Linked DNA regions of Anas platyrhynchos: region 1 is linked to region 2. A link is a contact called in public Hi-C data. All regions are on one chromosome and are shown on one strand. Each heading gives the region's core, a stretch centred on a gene start, on an enhancer-like site or on the middle of the called end of the contact. The rest is flanking DNA. Distances are from core to core; before and after follow the strand shown.

Region 1 (3,155 bases), core at 311-2,810, 64 kb before region 2:
CTTTTGTTTAAAGTATAGTTCAAAGTAACCCTTTATTTCAGGTCTTTAAATATTGCCGTTCTTTTCTGTATCCCAATTTTCATGTTTTTGAAGAAGAATAAGAAGGTGCTTAGTTTTTGCAATATTTCATGGTTGACTTACATAACTAACGTTTCTGAATCACTGTTTTATTTTCAGCCAGTGCTTCTCAGACCTTGACATAGATCAACAGTCTTAGCAAGTGGATTATAAGTGTGAATACGATGTGTTGTTATCTATAAAATAAAATACTGGTTTTAATACTGATAAGGAACAACTCAGTTGTATAAGTGCATTTTTAATCAGAAAGCTATTGGAAATAATTTGCAAATTTACCATACAGTGGAAGATTTAAAAAATTGTTTAAAAAAAACAATCTTGCATAAAGGATCAAGTTTAATTTGACAGAGTAGAACATTTGGGTAGTATGATGCACCTGTGAAGACAGAACTATTGGTGTTAGATCAATTGGACCACTGGGATAGTAGATGAAGAAAAATGGTTTGAAACAAGTGATGAGGATTACAAAAGGTGTATAGACTTCTGAGGGGGGCTATATATTTGGCAGTTCTTGTTTTTTATCAGCATGATAAATAAAGAGCAGTCCTTATGCTTTCACAGACATTCTGTCTAAATAAGACCAAGTTTAATGCTATTGTTTAGTATTGTTAAAACTTTTTTGGAAAACCATAACAATAGGGATAAGGTTGAATTAAGTGAAGCACAAAATAACAGTGGCATTATACTCTTATTTCACCTTTTTGTACATAGAACTGCAAATTTTTGATCACCGTGTCTTTAGTAGCATTATATATCAAGTAATTTTCTAATTTTGTAGTGCAGTGTTAGTAATAAACTAGAATTTATATATTTTACTTAATTCAGGTAATTGTTTAAGGATGTGCTAACTCTGTCCAGCATAAACATATGTATATATCAAATGGTTATAGTTAGGGTGAGTATGTTAACAGCTACTCTATTTAAAAATCTTATTTCCAAGTCTTTCCTATCTCCAGATCCCTTTGGTTTGTTCAGTCTGTGTAGAGTTGCTTTGGCAAATATATATCATTTGCTATATCAGGCCCATGGGAAAGAGGTCTTATCTTTCTTTTACAGAAGGAACTGACGTGTCTAGGTAGTTCAAAATCACTCAAAAGCATAATCTGGAAGAGCTAATTAGGATCTTGAGTTAGCCTTTTTATTGCATCCTTTTTAAAATTTCAGCATTTTCAAGCATGCAAACAAACCCAAAGCACTGCAAATGGTAATCATATATTATAATTAACAGGGTGAACTGATTTAAGGGCATGATAAATTCAACTATAAGCACTGTAAATGTAATAAAATACACAGTTATCATACATTTCTGTTTGTGTAGCACTTACTGCTCGATGTGAGGTCTGAGATGTTTTCTTCACTGTAGATGTCTTGGAAAAATGCAGTTTCTCTTGAGTGGAACTGTCCCTTCTCATATAAAACTGCATTGGCGTGTATTAACAAAATTTCTTGGAGTGTTGTTTTTTCTGTTCTCTACAGCAAGTGCAGTACTGTTGTTTGTTCCCTCTCTTAGTTCCATCTAGCAGAGAATAAAGGACTACTTTGTTTAATGAGTTTTGTTTGACAAACACTTAGTAAGGGAAAGCAAAGAGATTATAGAGAAAAATACATGGACGCCGTTCGTGCTAAATACATCATGATACCCAGCCTCTATGATGAAAACTGTAAACAGTGATTAAAAGGAGTAGTAAAATCTTGATAATCCAAAAACCATAGATTTATGAATTCAGGGATGGGGGTAGGTAGGATTCATTTAAGTTGATCTGAGAGCTAGACAGTTTTATTTTTTTTTTTTCCTTTCTTTCTCCTTTTTTTTTTTTTCATCACATATAATCTTATTATGAGTTTAAACTTCCTAGGAGAGAACTATGCAATGTATTTTAATTTCTAATTGGAACAGCAGCATATTTCTATTCAGCTACAGGTTTTCCTCATCTGTCCTTGATAGCTTTTGCCTTCTGTAGATCATCCTTTACTTTGTTATCATTCTATATAAAAGAATGAAGGAATAAAGCTACTAATAAAGTTTACATGGTAACTGCAATTTATTGGTGAAGTGGCCTCAACAAGTCAGTATTAGAAACTGAGAGGCTGAGAGAAGTCTTGCTGCTTGCAGCAGTGATATAACTGTAGGTTCTGTTTCTGGCTTTCGGTTTCCTGTGTTCATCTTTGTGGTGCAAGATTTGGAGGATCAAAATTATTTTATTTTCATTTGCCAATGAGGAGGAATCCCTGGATTTGTTTCTTTAGACATGGTGACGTTTAACAACTTGTCAGCTCTCCCATCTGAGGGAAGCTTCTCAGTTCCCAGGCAGGCACTAGTGTGATGGTTCAGTAACTGCAGTATGAGCTAATATCATGTGTCTGTTCTGACATAACGTCTTTAGATGTGCTTCGGGGTTTTCCAGCTGGTCAAGAACTTTCTTACAGTACTGGCCAAACTGGTAGAAACTACTTTAAAAATCAAAATAAGCGGATAATATATAAATGCTGCAGTAATGTGTAATGTCTCATAAGTCTATTTGGGGTTCTTTGGAGCAGTCAGAGAATGTGTGGATGGACCACAGTGAGATTTACTTATGTTATGAGAAAACATTTGTGATGGCCTTTCCAAAGCTCTTGAAAGAATTAAATGGTCACAGAGTAAAGTAGAAAGGTCTTTACAGGGGAGAAATGGTTGGAAAACTAGATATGAATAGATGGGTAGAAATAAATGGTCAGTTTTCACACTGAATGGAGTTTAATTTATTAGTCGATTTGTAGAGTGAGTCTAAGTAAAAGCTTGTGCTGCATAACATCAACAGTCTGGAAAAATGTGAAGACCTATGAGAATTTTTGCTCATGAAAATTTTGAGAATAGTAAAGATGAGATTTAACTGAAAAATTGCAAAGGGAACTTTATAGTACTACTGATTTGATAAAGTATCAAATTGAAGTGAAGCATTAATATAAATGACACAAGGGGAAGAACACACGTGCAGCAATAGTTGAATTCATTAATCTGTTTTTTTTGTTTGTTTCTTTGTTGTGTTGTGGGTTTTTTTTTTTTGAGTTTTGTAGTGAAGTTCACTGTGGTACTT
Region 2 (2,867 bases), core at 25-2,524:
TTGGTAGTTTTTTATTCTACCCTCCATCTGTGACTCCACTTTCTGTCCCAAGATCTACTGCAATCCCTCTCAAATTTCTGGCACTGACTGTCATAACATACTCTTTGAAATTTTCAAGTAGAACATGTGCTTCATTAATCAAAAGCCAAAAAAGGACCCTTGAAGAAGCAAACATATATGTTAGCCATTGTTAACAGCAGTTTTCAGTGTCTTCTCTCCTGACATTAAATCAAACAGTCCCCGTTACTCCTCTGACTAATTTGCACAGAAAGCTCAGTTTGCTGCAGTGACAACTCAGACTGGACATGGATGGAGATATCTCAGGGGCTGATTACCTGGCAAACTGTCACCACTCTTTAAGGATTCAGTGTGCACAGACTTGAGCAGTGCCTCTTGAAAAGCTTTCCACATCCCTGCTACCTTGGCTACAATACAAAATAATACTGCTAAAGGAAATGGTGCAAACGCTCAAAATGTGCCTTAATGCAGAGACAGGGAGATGCTGGTATTATTCGTTCACTATTAAGGAGTCCTCAGAAGTATTATGGTCCTTCTGAGGTCCACAGTTGTTAATGAGGTGCAATCGTACATGAAAAATGCATACCTTGCAAGCCAGAGAAAGAACATCTTCCACTCTGTGTTCTGGCTTGAGGGTTAATGCCACTCCTTGGCCATCACAGAAGTGCACATATGTTTGTGTTTCCCATGCACCCTCCTTTTGGATGCTGTCTGGCACTGAGCAGTAGACGTTCAAAAATTCATCAACTTGCTGCTGGAAACAAGGGAGAAAGGTACAACACATGAGGATGTTGCTAAAATAAAAAATGTACAGTTCCACTGATAGCTTGCAGTGCACATATACCACCATATCTTTAGACACAGTACTGTGCATTTTCCCATGGTGAGCAAGGGACAAAGTTCTGTTACCTGTTCTCATTCATTGTCAATGACTCAATTTTCTTGAGAATGGATTGCATTCCCACTGAGTTCCCATTATGGGCTTTTATGCCTTTTCATATTATTTGTTGATTTAACTCTAAGTGAAAATACATAGCTACCTGATATTATACCGCAGTGGGAAACATTTATTAAGAAGAATTGACTACTACAATTTTATCTAATTAACAAATGTGAGAAAAAAACATAATTACTATAATTTTAGCAGAAAATGATAATATAGCAAACTTCCAGCAGAGAGCACTGTAGAGCAAGGCTTGCCATGACATAAAGGACTAAACAGGAATAAAATGTTCTCATTCTATTTACAGTTTAAGATCATATTATTTGATAGGTAGCAGAGTACTTGCTTGTTTACCATTCTGGCTCACATCCACATTCATTGCAAAGCCACTCAAGCTTGATCAAATACAATATCCACCCTAACTAAAATTCCTGTCATTTTCTCACCCTTCATTTTCACACTTTCTTCTGCACCACACTTCAGGCTAGACGGTTCAGAAGCCACACAAGGAGAAGAAAAACACTGAGAGCAGTTCTGAACTTGGAATTTCACCTCTCTATTTGGGTCTGCCTGTTCAGCATGTCACTCCACTGCCCCTATCAAGGCGTTTATGTTTACATGGAGAGGCTCCCTGGATTCCCCCTTTCAGCCAAAGGAAAGTGACAATAACCCAGAAAAGCAGCAGAACTGTGACCCAAGACAGATCTTACGATAGCCTGAGCTGTTCTCAGGAGTGCCTACTTCCCGGCTGCTTTTTTTTTTTGTTGGTTTGTTCTTTTCCCTTGTTGCTGTGGGTTGGGGTGTTTTTGTTGCCTAACAAAGCCCCTTGATTATGCAATTCTTCCTCCTGACTCTGCAGGGACACAAGCCCAGTGGTCCACTGCAATTAAAAGCTCCAGCAAAATCACTGCACAGGGACTGCTTCCCTTGCTGCAGGCAGCAAAGTTATTGACAACAATCTACCAGTAGCAACAAAGAGACCAATATTATTTTGTTTTTTTAAATAACAACTGTGGCTGTAAAAACGATGTAGTAAGCAGTCCTACTTGTGTAATTACCAAACAATGCAGAAATTCAGGTTGCAAACGAACCACAGTAATAATTTTATGCAAGAGTAATGCTGGTTTTGGCAGAATTATATTAATGAACTAATAGCATGCAAGAATCTTATAGTGATTGCTCAACTGTCCTTTTTAAATAGCTAAAAATGACACATTGATTAACATAGGTCCATGGAAATCCTACTAAAATAGAGCAACTACTATGCATAACAGCAATACTGTTATGCTACTGCAATTAATGGAGCGATGAAATCTACACCAGGTGAAGTTTCACCTCGGTGGCTGTGGCTCCAACCTGCTCGTAAAACTGTTGTTGTTGAAGAAGATAATTCCAGCAGAACCGTGGTGCTCTCAGAAAGCAGTAAATCAAGTGCCTGGTAATAAATGATGACCTCCTTCCACAGTGCAAGTAGGAGGAATGAGAAAGGGCAAGGCATGCACGCTGCAAGAGTTGAGATGGAAATGGTCAGACTGAATTCTCCAGTGGCTCCCTTCAGGGAAAGACGAAGCCATGTTGACTTAGGTAGGGAGATGCTCCCAGCAATTCAGACATTTGTAATTACCAAAATGGTTAATTGCCCTGCAATAGTAGCTCTCCCTGTCTGTTCAACAGAAATAAATCTCACTATTGCCAAGGATTAAAATAAAGAGGATGAAGGTGATGAGAAATAAGTTTAAAGTCACCTTCTTCTGGAAGCTTTTAAGACAAGACAAAGTTCTTCCACCCATCTAAGACTCTTTCCTTTCTTTGCCATGCATACTGGTGCCCGAACATAAGCCTCGTATCTGTTACTAAACAAAAATATGTTCCTTAGCTGCCGTTGAGATACTGTTGCTTCATCCAC

What was found. Hi-C and Micro-C count contacts between places; a contact is called where the count stands out from the background.
Region 1: a contact with region 2 is called in a Hi-C map of F1 follicle, with 4 times the contacts expected there. The contact joins the promoter of CLDN20 here to the enhancer-like site in region 2. A contact is called at or near these places in 3 of 8 Hi-C or Micro-C datasets (F1 follicle, F5 follicle and subcutaneous adipose tissue).

What each region holds. Positions count from the first base shown.
Region 1 is chr3:55,891,956-55,895,110 of IASCAAS_PekinDuck_T2T, reverse strand. It overlaps CLDN20 (claudin 20), which reads right to left and starts at 1,560. Exons shown (of 2, transcript XM_027454397.3): 1 at 1,404-1,560. The region is part of intron 6 of TFB1M (transcription factor B1, mitochondrial); the gene reads left to right.
Region 2 is chr3:55,827,733-55,830,599 of IASCAAS_PekinDuck_T2T, reverse strand. It overlaps TIAM2 (TIAM Rac1 associated GEF 2), which reads right to left. Exons shown (of 28, transcript XM_072035931.1): 11 at 605-769. Among named protein-coding and RNA genes, the nearest start is that of CLDN20, 64 kb to the left of the region's middle. Within about 2 kb of position 1,274, at least 1 of the 8 cell types and tissues checked has an H3K27ac peak or open chromatin away from gene starts, as enhancers often do. A contact at or near this core is called in F1 follicle, where this site is marked.